4 separate regions of the Mus musculus genome follow, and regions 1, 2 and 4 are each linked to region 3. The links are chromatin contacts, called in public Hi-C maps. All regions are on one chromosome and are shown on one strand. Each heading gives the region's core, a stretch centred on a gene start, on an enhancer-like site or on the middle of the called end of the contact. The rest is flanking DNA. Distances are from core to core; before and after follow the strand shown. Region 1 overlaps Gm31674 (a long non-coding RNA gene). Region 2 overlaps Meis1 (Meis homeobox 1). Region 3 has its middle 56 kb from the start of Gm12018. Region 4 has its middle 140 kb from the start of Gm31268.

What was found. Hi-C and Micro-C count contacts between places; a contact is called where the count stands out from the background.
Region 1: a Hi-C map of cranial neural crest shows a contact between it and region 3, with 2.4 times the contacts expected there. The contact joins two enhancer-like sites. A contact is called at or near these places in 15 of 484 Hi-C or Micro-C datasets (the N1E-115 cell line, Sertoli cells, cerebellum and 8 more) and 4 of 115 datasets of contacts at active chromatin or transcription factors (differentiating embryonic stem cells, embryonic basal ganglia, embryonic hindbrain and 1 more).
Region 2: a contact with region 3 is called in a Hi-C map of the N1E-115 cell line, with 8 times the contacts expected there. The contact joins two enhancer-like sites. A contact is called at or near these places in 2 of 484 Hi-C or Micro-C datasets (the N1E-115 cell line and uterus) and 1 of 115 datasets of contacts at active chromatin or transcription factors (cardiomyocytes).
Region 4: a Hi-C map of the N1E-115 cell line shows a contact between it and region 3, with 12 times the contacts expected there. The contact joins two enhancer-like sites. A contact is called at or near these places in 11 of 484 Hi-C or Micro-C datasets (the N1E-115 cell line, embryonic fibroblasts, myocytes and 2 more), 2 of 115 datasets of contacts at active chromatin or transcription factors (astrocytes and embryonic fibroblasts) and 3 of 9 other capture datasets (embryonic stem cells, embryonic tail and embryonic trunk).

What each region holds. Positions count from the first base shown.
Region 1 is chr11:18,753,618-18,756,397 of GRCm38.p6, reverse strand. All of the region lies in intron 1 of Gm31674 (a long non-coding RNA gene), which reads right to left. It overlaps Gm28401 (a long non-coding RNA gene), which reads left to right. Exons shown (of 2, transcript XR_872259.2): 2 at 1-901. Among named protein-coding and RNA genes, the nearest start is that of Gm31674, 6.9 kb to the right of the region's middle. Within about 2 kb of position 1,382, at least 22 of the 459 cell types and tissues checked have an H3K27ac peak or open chromatin away from gene starts, as enhancers often do. A contact at or near this core is called in cerebellum, where this site is marked.
Region 2 is chr11:18,944,639-18,947,338 of GRCm38.p6, reverse strand. The region is part of intron 7 of Meis1 (Meis homeobox 1); the gene reads left to right. Among named protein-coding and RNA genes, the nearest start is that of Gm16141, 44 kb to the left of the region's middle. Within about 2 kb of position 1,383, at least 23 of the 459 cell types and tissues checked have an H3K27ac peak or open chromatin away from gene starts, as enhancers often do. A contact at or near this core is called in the N1E-115 cell line, where this site is marked.
Region 3 is chr11:18,150,825-18,153,680 of GRCm38.p6, reverse strand. No RefSeq gene overlaps it. Among named protein-coding and RNA genes, the nearest start is that of Gm12018, 56 kb to the right of the region's middle. Within about 2 kb of position 1,375, at least 19 of the 459 cell types and tissues checked have an H3K27ac peak or open chromatin away from gene starts, as enhancers often do. A contact at or near this core is called in the N1E-115 cell line and cerebellum, where this site is marked.
Region 4 is chr11:17,459,164-17,461,863 of GRCm38.p6, reverse strand. No RefSeq gene overlaps it. Among named protein-coding and RNA genes, the nearest start is that of Gm31268, 140 kb to the right of the region's middle. Within about 2 kb of position 1,288, at least 50 of the 459 cell types and tissues checked have an H3K27ac peak or open chromatin away from gene starts, as enhancers often do. A contact at or near this core is called in the N1E-115 cell line, where this site is marked.

The sequences.
Region 1 (2,780 bases), core at 133-2,632, 600 kb before region 3:
ACATAAAGGATACCAAAAAGACTTATGGATCCTGATGTGTGCATTCTGTAAAACATACCTGGATGTGTTGGGGAGTGGATGCTGAAATGAAGACAAGGAGCTTGCTTTAGCAAGGATCAAAAGTGTGTGAAAGTGTGCACATGCAAACGAGGTCCCCACCCCAGGAAAGTCACCCTGGAATGGAAATGACAAAGCATGGAACACACACTATCAATTATTTTCACTAAGCACTTAAGATATAGAAAACAAAATCTGCTTTGGGAATTGACTGAATGTTTTATTTAGCTTTTTTATTGAGACATTCTTTGAAAAATGGCATGATGTAAATAGTTTTACAAAGCAACAGTATGATCAATCTCTAAACTAGAATATAAATCTAAGCTTTCATTAACTGCTGGTAGCCAGTTTAAATTGTGGTCTTGTCCATAGTGCCTATCTATCTATGTATGTCCAAGTTATATTAAAAACCTTTAAATGGCTTTGTAATATCAGCCACATCTAGCTATTATAATAATTAATGGTACTATTTTATAAATCAATACATGTATTCTTGATAAATTCATATCCAGATAATGGTGTAATTTAAATAAAAAATTAATGTAATAAAAGACACACAGAAATGGGCAGGAAATCTTTAAAGGTTAAGAGCCAAATTTGTCTAAATTCATTTGTAACCTGTTTTGGAAAAGTTTATATTTAAAATCAGTAGAGTTTTTACCTTGTTTCTGTAGAATGAACCTTGCTATTTCTAGGGTGGTATCTAGAACTGAATTTGTAATATATTTTCTGTTTAAGCAATTAAGTTTTAAGCACAGTTGGAATATGACAAATATCTTCCTGTTATTTTCTGTTTTGTGATTGTTAAATATTCTTCAGAAAAATAGAACGAAACAAATTGTAAGCCTTAGCCAGTTATTTATTTCTTTAATACACAAAATGAATGTAAATGTCTTTTAACAATATAAATGAACTGTCTGGAAAGCCCCAGAGCTATACACACAGTTTATTTAAGGGGCGAAGGACTGATCAGTTTGGTGAATTTCAGTGTGTGTGAGCTCTGCATTTTCTCTGCTTTCTCTTGGAATGAATGTCTCAAGGATTTTAGAAAGAAACAGAAAGTGCTTGGGAGAGACCGAAATGCATTTCTACACAGCACATGGGTAAAGAAACATGCCAGAGTAGAAGAATACATTATTGTTTAATCTAACAGATGCACATGGAAGAGATATTAAAGAATGACTACATTTAAAACAAACAACAGGAGGTAGTAAACTGTCAAATATAGCACCAAATCTTTCACAGTGTGCAGAGCGAGCACCTCACAAAAGCATAGCTTTCAGGATCCCTCTGTCCCGGCTGCCCTGCCATCCTCTCTGGGCAAGCAGCAGAAACCAGCCTGTAATCCACTGAGTGCTTTCTGACATTTTTTTTTCTTAACATTTCTCAGCTTTATCTAGAGGAGCAAAAGGGACATGTGCAGTTGCCTTTGACACTGATGGGTGTTTTAAAATGGAAGGGGGCGGGGGAGGAGCCTCAGCCAGTCACTTCATCCACATGCTACACGAACAATTGATATTTGCGGAAAGTTTACATTTCCAATGAAGCTGCCTTTTGAGGAATTCGTCTTAAGAAAGCTGCTATTTGACAGAGGGAAAGGAGACTATTCGGTGGTGATTACATGTTACTGTGCGCTCAGGTCCAAGTATTTAAAATGTATTGTGTTTTTCAAGGGAACCTGCAGCAAAATCACTCCTAAGAGGCTTAATTTAGGTTTTATAGGAGGAGCATAAAAAAGACTGGGTTATAGCAACATGCTGAAATATGGGGTACATTTTAAATATCTTCATTTAAAAACGTATGTTTATTTTCCCTCCTGGGATCACTAAGGGTAGGTCTCAACAGAAAGCAAGGGCATGTGACATTCTTAAAAAATTGTATCGTGAAAGGATCACATTCCAGGGTAGGTTTGGGCATTTTTATTAGCCCAGATAACCTCTTAATTATGTCACTGCCTCCACTTGTTAATCAGAGACATTCAGCACAGTTAACCACACAGTCAGTACCTTTAGGAGCCTCCGTTCTTACTAAAGATCAGAAGCACATTTTATTCCTGTCATTGTATTATTGCATATATGATTAGCACTGCTCCAATCCGCTCTGCTTGCTTTAAATACATACCCCCTACGAAAGTGTTGAGCTGCTTCCCAGTGTCATCACTTCAAGCTGTGCAACCCCCATAAAGCTTGAAGGAACAGATCACATTCCCTCTCTCTGCCCATGCCCCTCACAGTTCCTATTCGGATCAATTTGAGATTTCTTCTGCAGCCGCCAGGGCTGAGAGCAAGGTGTAAGTGGAGTAAATAAAATCACCGTTGCTTTATCAACCCTCCCAGGTAGTTTTTCTGCCAGCCAGCCTGCGCTGTTAAGACCCATAAAGTTATGCAATAGCAACGACTTCCTCCAAGGTTCTCTAATCAGATAATGGCTGATGTAGGAAGAGAAGAGCCCAAGGCGGTGTGGCTGGCACTTAACACTGCGGTTGGTCATTACTTGTCTCGTAGAGACCAATAAACAACTGATTACTATCCTCTAAGAAGCCAATATTCAACATCCGCCCCATTCCCTTTTCTCCTTTTCTTCTGGACTTCATTTTGCAGTAAGTATTTGTCAAAAAGATCAATGAAAAATAGCCTCCTAGGTACCTTAAAAATAAGAATTTTGCTAGCTTGTAACATTGCCTTTTTTGGAAAAGTGAGAATGATTCTTTCTTTCTTTCTTTC
Region 2 (2,700 bases), core at 134-2,633, 790 kb before region 3:
ACATCTCTAGAAGTTGATTGTCTTAGAAGAGTATGAAGTATTGTCAGGTAGAAAATAGATGTGAGAATGAGAGAGAGAGAGAGAGAGAGAGAGAGAGAGAGAGAGAGAGAGAGAGAGAGAAAGAGAGAGAGAGAAACTACGAGAAACTACTCAGGTTTGAGTTGTTGCATGGGAGTGACAATGGGTGAATAAGTCAGCCAGAGTCCAGAAAACGCTTCATATATGAGACAGCAGTTGAGCACTGTCTTAAAGGTCACCAAGAGACTTGCCACATTACTGAGGAAAGGAAAAGAAGCCCATTGTGGGGAAAGAACTAGCCCAAGAAGCCTCAAAGAACTGAGAGTTACCAAGTGCAGAGAGCTTCCACAGGCTCAGTACCAGGTATGTGGAAGGTACCCTAACACATTGAGTCTTGGCAAAATCTTTGCTGAAAACCCACTTGGGAAAGTCTGTCACAGTCCCCAGTGCCAGGCTAAAAGTTACGACCTCCATTCTAAGGTCAAAGGGCCACTGTGGAAGTCCTGGAAGTGCCAGGGTGCCATGATCAGCTACGTACTTGAGGAAAATAATTCTGGCTGCTCCTGTGTACTGGAGATGGAGACTGTACAACTCCTGGGGATCTCTGAAGTATTTAGCAAATTCTTGAGAAAGGGGTGTCTGTAAACCTTGCTAGTTATCCTCTTAACATAACACAGGAGCATTATTCTACTTGACTTTTGGGAAATGACTTTTGGGATCTAGAGGGGTGGGATTGGGCTGTGTCCTTCACATTTTCTAACACTCCTAGGCATTGGGCATGCTGAGACCCCTGCAAAGAAACCCAACTTTCCACATGTCGAAAATAGGATGACCCTGAACTATGGAGTCTCCACACAAAACTGTAAATGAAAATGGTCTCGAATCTATGATTGTCGGATAACTTCCAGCATAACAAGGGTGTCCCAACCTTATGCTTGCATTTGCCCCGGCAGTCGAAAAGTTCAGTTCACTTCCTTAATTAATTTTGCCTCTATGACCCAGAGGCCCTGGGACATAACATCCACTTTATTTTTACCTGGTAGCCCACTGACAGGCAGAGTTCCCATCAGTTGTGATGTAAATCTTGGGCTTTTTAAAAGGGTTTTGTTTTTTGCCTCCCTACTGATGTATTTTGAGGAATAGCAGCTCTGGGAGAAAGGAAGGAGATAGTTTAAGGGGAGGAGGGGCAGAGCTTGGACCTGCCTATAGAGGATTCCCCACTGACCTGGTCAGTCTGACCTACTGAATGGTATGAATACAATAAATGCTGTTTTATCCTGCCTTGAAAGGCAGGAGATAGCACAGTCTAAATGCCCAGGCATGCTTAAATAGGCGACATGGGATGTTTGAGTTGAGTGTGTTTGAAATCTGAGCTCTCTGGCAGCCTGGGAGTTGCCACAGGTCACCTGCCTTGTTCCACAGGGACAGGCCCAGGTTTCACTAGAGACTGTCCAGAGCGGAATTGTAATACAAATTCCTTTCTTTGTTGGTTGGTCTCATTCAATAGACCACGGCCTATAAAATTTTGTAAAAACAATTCTTAAATATTATTTGAAAGGGCAAATGGCCTACGCTGAAAGGTTTGACAGTTTGACATATAGTGCATGGTTTTGATAGGTTGGAAACTGGAAAGTGTGGCCAAGAGTCTCCCCCTGCTTGTTAGAAGCTTGGTGTTGGTAGATTAGTATCTTTTTGTGGTGCGGAGTGCCTTTGCTTCTTGCAGTCTGGCAATGCGTCTGCTTCAGTGATCTTAAATCCTTTTAGACTAATTTGTGAGAGAGCAGAAAAAATCGCTGGCACCTTAGAATCCAGTGTCCGGAAGCACAGAGCCAGGTACCGCCAATTAATCATAGCAAGGCAGACTCCTCTAGAGATCTCTGATAGCATCAGAGTCTGTTCCCAGAGAGTCACGTAGGTGAGGAAAAGAAAGGAATGTGAGTGGCCTGGTCTCTCATCAGAACCTGGGAAGTTGCAAGGAGTAGATTTCTGCATTAGAATATTACATACATGCAGCAGTGTGCACGCAGGTAGCCATTGCTGGCTCTGCATAGCCAAAGGCCATTTGCAGGAGCCTCTGGCCCCTCAGTCACTGGCCTACTAGTTAATTGCCACACGGACTTCATGACACATGGGCAGATAATATGACATTTTCGGTTTCTGTCACTAGCAAACGCCACAACGTTGCTTGCACAGTTGCTAAGAAGCTGTCAGAAACCATTAGCAGTTGGCTAAAGTCGCCCTGTGGCATTTCCACATAGCATCAGCAAAACGAGCATAAATCACCCACTGGAGCCCACTGCTACCCTAATGAGGCCGTAAGCTTGTTTATGGAGTAGCATCATTTTTATGATTATTTCCACCTTTTCAGTTTGCCTTCATTTGGCGGCAGGAGAAGTCAGCACCAGGAATGAAGTCACTGCTGACATTTTACAAATGGGCTTCAGAGCTTCTGCCTGCTGCCGTGTGGTTGGCCGTGGTTCTCCAAGTTTGTGTAGTGATCTTAAAAATAAAAAAATAAAAAAAATAATAAAAAATAAAAAAAATAAAAAAGGAAATAAATCCTCCCGAGACCACATCGAGGTGACTGTATCAAATTGCGGAGTGAATTGAAATGCTAAAGGTACAATTGACCATTTAGACTCTCCTCTGAGGTCGAGACGCTGTGAGATCAATTTTCAATTT
Region 3 (2,856 bases), core at 126-2,625:
CTAAATAGTGAGACCTTATCTTAAAGAAAGAAAAAAAGGAAGAAAGAAAGGGGGGAGAGAGAGAGAGAGAGAGAGAGAGAGAGAGAGAGAGAGAGAGAGAGAGAGAGAGAAGTTACAGTTCTGCTTCATGTTTGTGATTATAAAACATTTAAACAAGTAATATTTCCGAAGCTAAATTTAGATTTGAATTGAAAATCATTTTCTAAAAGCAATTTCCAAATATGAGTCACAATTATGCCTCTCCTCTGTCAGAAGAATCAAGGCAAAAGAAAAGAAACAAACAAAAATGCATATTCTCAATGTGTTAAAAGTTTCTCCTAAAATGTTCTTGGCATGTTCACTTTTACCAAAATATTTTATAATTCACTAAAATTTAAATTTGCCTTTAAGACAGCCATTTTCCTTAGATTAGAGAAAATTACGATGACATTGATTGGATTAAATATTCACTTGTGTTATTAAAATCACTGTGAAAACAAACAGACCTATTCAAATGTCTAAAACCTTTGGAAGAGACTGGCTTCTGCAATGTAAATCAAGGGTGAAAATCTGGCTGATTTAATTTAAATTTTAACTGATTTTAAAATGCTGTCTTCTTTAGAGATTGAGTTTCAAAAAGTTGATTCTAAAAACTGACAGATCTTTTATGAATATTTGGGAAATTATCTTTAGCTTTTTTGTAGCCCATCAAAAAGGCAAAAGAATCATAATCGGCATTTTGTTAGTCTATGTGGTGATATAACCGAATCCCTCGGAAAGAACAGACGGAAAATGGTAGCTATTATTAATTTAGAAAGACAAAGCAAAGCCCGGCATTTCAGTAATGTGGAGAGTTGTGTGCTCTTGGAGGAGAAAGGGTTTTGTAATTGGATTTTGAAGTAATTTAGAAGACGAGATAAGACGTAATGGTTGTGTATTAGAGGTTAGAATGACAACAGAAACCCATAATGTGAGGGTTCATTGAACTGGGAAAAAAATACAACAACAAAGAAACGCAGCACTGACGGAAAATGGCCTGAGCGGGAAGCAACAAGGTGAGTATGTGAAGGCCAGAAGGACCCATTCTGAGTAGGCAGGTCAGTCAGCAAGTAGCTGGAGCAGCAGACAGGCCGACAGCAGGATGCTGCTCCTTTCTGCAGTCACCTCTCAGCCCACCACCCCACTCCCACCTCCCCAACACACATCCTTTTTCCTACTGGAGAATTTTCTCCTGTCTTCTCTCCTGTCAGTCATCACCTTGGCTCCTCAGCTCTGTCACCGGCTGGCTCCCAGGTTCTCTGAGGAGATGTCCTGTGACAGTGGCTAAGCTCTCCTACCAGCAGCCATGCACTCAAAGAGCCAGGGCAGCCGACCAGACCTGCCTATCCACATCTGTGGAAACTCATACCCTTAGCACACTGGGGAAGACAAAGAAGACTCAAACAGGAAAATGAAATCCTCCTGCCTTTACAGCCCAATATTCAGTTGAAGTCTTGGGCAAGTAAATAACTTATCTTTATTTTTTAAAATCTCTTTTCAAAGGACACAGTCGCCTAAGCTCCAGATCCCAAGATAGGCCTCGGATGAGTAGCTATTTTGGAACAAATAATTCAAGTATTGGCATTAATCAGAAGAGCTGGCTTCTACAATCAGAGGGCTATTTCTAGCTGGGAGGCTGTTTCCTGCAGGACTGAATTGCTTCCCGGTTGCCGGCACTTGGCTACCCCCTGCTGGGCAGGAAGCTAAGGGCCTGCAGATCACACCATTATGCTCCAGGGTCATCTCCCTGCAAGGCCTGGGACAGAATCCACTTACTACCTGTCAAATTGTTATCACACATTCTTGACATGAGGCTGAAGTGTGAAGTTCCCTTCCATTGCCTAAGAGGTGTTAAAGATTTTTTGTCCTTCCTTCCAAGCTCTTTGTATGCCGGTTTAAGCAGAACAAATCTATTTATTTCTTTGTATGTGTGTGTGACGGTGAGTTTATTAAAAGCACACCCATAACTTGTAAAATAAAATGATGGCATGCTTTGTTTAGCATGAAAAGTGTGCTTGCTTAAACCTCATTTTAAGCCTTCGGTGAGTGAGTCCCTTCATCTTGAGGCAGAAGACATGGATTGTGCGATGAAGACACCAGGCTTTGGCTGAGTGGCCTGGAATGAAGCCTGGTCCTGAGTTTTCTTCTCAAAGCAGCTTATCAATCACTGAAAAAACAAAACAAACAGACTAACAAAAAACAAAAAATAGCCACAAAATGAAGCACGCTTTGGCAAATATAAGATGTGAAAACCAAGTTTAATCAGATCAAGTTTTCAAATACAGATGAATGTGTTTGAATTGTCATTCAAAGTATTTTAACAAAACCCGAACTGAAGGAAATTTGTTGCTGTACTTTTAATGCATATACATTGCTAAGACAGGAAGCCACAGGCACATTTGGAAGACATAGCTTAAAAGTGACTTTAATAAAAAATGGGTAAAATGCAAGGGATTTTTAATTTTTTTAATTCAAAATAAGTAAAATCAGAAGGGATTAGGTGACATCAGGGCAGTGACAGGGAGGAACACGTGAACAGAGGGAGCTTTCAATGACTCAGTGACCCAAGTGTGGCTTTCACACTCTCTCAGTTCTTATTCTGACTTGGGTTTTTTTATTTCACTCATTTTGCAGATGAGGCAGACACTCCAGAGCAATCAAGCAAGAGCTGCCTGTGTAGCACCAGACAGACAGCATCTGTGTACATGAGGCACAAAAGTCAAGGCATACGGTCTAAAGGTACAGCAAGCCTTCTTGCTCTTACCCATGCAAAGTTAGAACCCAGTCTATTCACTGACAAACTTACAAAGGAGTAGGAGGTTTCTATATTCATTGTGC
Region 4 (2,700 bases), core at 39-2,538, 690 kb after region 3:
AGTTTGTTTTCAAGTCCTTCTGGGAAACCATATGATATTGTGTGTTAAAAATCCCTAAGTATTAATAACTTTGTGGTTATCCCAATTAATATTTCTCCAAGAAAGAAATTGTGCTGTGAAAGCAATCATAAGCATCCCATGTTGCCTGAAAGAAAAAGGCAGACATGTGAATTATAGTACATCTACTTGGAAAGTTGTACATCCGTGGAAACAATGTTATAATATTGGTTATGTTATTATAACATTGTAATAATATTAGTTGTATATTATACATAGTTATAATAATGAAAAATGATTATTATAAATATTAGATGGTAGTCTGAGGAAATGCACATGAAAAAAATCCAAGCCTTCCAAAAGTAAGTTATAAAATTATGCATGTGCTATAACCAAAGTCATATTATACATATATTATAGTCAAGCTTTTGTTTCTGAAAGTTGCAAATGATGATTCCGTACAGCTGAGGATACCTGTATGAAAGAATCTCTACAGACTTCCTACGATGCGCAGTAGTATTTAATTTTTTGTTTTCATTTACATGCAACTGTTGTTTCAGCTCTTCAGCTTTCAGTCTTTCCCTAGAATGTGTCTTTTACGGGAGAAACGCAGCTTCCAGTAAGAGGCTGAAATTCCCGCCTTCCGGGAAAACCCGCAGAAACCCAAGCTCCCGGCGCTCAGTGGTGCTTCCTGGTTTCCACCCTCTGCCTCTAAGGCCATTGTGCTTGAAACTTGTTGGAGTGAAAGGAATTCCCGGAAGCCCCAAGTCAACGAAGAAAGAAGCCAGATCGCAGTAGCAGATGGTTCATCTTACAGCTTTCATTTATTTTCTTTACGTGCCAGGAGGGGGTTACATTATCGACTGGGAGGGTGACCACACCTCTCTTCTTTAGAAAATGCCTGCTTGGCACCGTGGCATTCACCCAAGAAAAGTGTCACATTCTTTTGTCCCAGAGGTCCAGAGAAAGCTCTATCAGGCGGTTTTTGTTTTTGTTGTTGGTTTAAAAAAAAAAAAAAAAAAAAAAAAAACAGTATAATTACCATAAAGAAACCCTTCTGTCTCAAAAACACAAGCTTCCCATACATGGTAAGATGAACTAGACGTTATTTCTCTGCACAGCAAAAAAAAAAAAAAAAAAAAAAAAACCTTTTGGCCCACCCTACAAGCCATTTATGGGTTTGATTAAGGCCCACGGGTGTCTCTAACTTATTTATTTAGGAAACACTGTTATTGTCTTAATGTAAACCCAGTTCAGGATCAGTTGACAGTTGGAAAGCTGCGGCAGAGGGTTTTCAAAGGCGCCTCCTTGGAAAGGGGCTCTCCATTCAGCTCCAGTTTCTGAGTCGTACTGCCAGCTCTGCTCAGAAAATAAACAAATGTTTGTTTTACAACATGGCAAAGGGGGCTCCCATTCATCGTGGGCCAGATATGAAAACAAACTTCCACGTATAAGGGCTTTTGATACACATGACTTACTTGGATGACAAGAGGCTCACTGGGGAGTGCTTAAAGCTTATTAATATTGCACAAAAGACTTTTGTTTATCATTTCCCTGGACTGCCTGGGAATCACAGATTCAAGCCGCCACCCGGCTGGTGTCCTAGCATTTTAGCTGCCTTTAACGTGTGCAGATTGTGAAAGTACTGCTGGTTTGGAGCCAAACACAAACTCTCCACCAAGCCAGGTGAAAGAACTCAGAACTGCAGGGTTCTAAGAACCAAGGTTGGGATTGAAATTAAAGAGAGAGCAGAGGGGAGAGAGCTCCCTCTACAGGTAAAAAACTAGATGCCTTGCATCTACCTGCTTGGAAACCAGTAACTTCCAGAAAATTTGGAATCCATGGCCTGTCTAAAGAGACATTTCACCTCCTATTTAAACAGTCTACGCCTACAAGCTCTACTCTTCAGACAATGATCATAATGAAAAATCCTCTCTTGAGGCATCTGTTTACTAGGAAGGTGTGCAATGAGGTATAACCGATGTCATCTCCACCTCCCCTGTAATCTAGTAACCACAAGCTACTTGTGGCTGTGCTTAAATAATGCTGGATCGATGGATACAAAAGCAAAGAGTTTAAGGGGAGGATTGTGCTGTGAAGGGTGCAAATTAGCTTTTTTTATACCTATTACATACTTAGAAGATATTTGTAATAATTGGATTAAATTTAAAAATAATTAAATCAATTTCACCTGTAGTTTTTTCCCCCATGTTTTTAATATGACTACCAAAAAATAAAATTACTTATTCATCATCTATTTCTATAAGTGTTGGCCTAGATAATTAGGGTATAGTATCATATCAGAGCTAAAGCCTGTGGGATCTTTGATTTGTGCTAGTTTAGTTGATTCCTTTTTTCTGGTGCTGGGGTTATAACCCCGAGTCAGGAAAGTGTTCAACCACTGAGCCACAGCCACAGCCACAGCCACAGCCACAGCTCACTCACATTCTCTTGCCTTAAACATGCCCTTTCCACCCACAAACTGAATTTCTGAAAGCTAAAAGGATTTTTTAAAAAGTTTTAATGCAAACATCTCTATTTAAAGTCTTATCAAAACATGAGCAAACTTGCAGTCTGTGTGTGCTGAGAAGTGTCATAAGAAAGGGCATATTTTCTCTCTATAGTTCCGATTCTCGCGGCCATGCCCTTTGCTTTTTAATTGCAAGTTACTCCAAGAGAAAGAAATTCCTTCTACTAGAATAG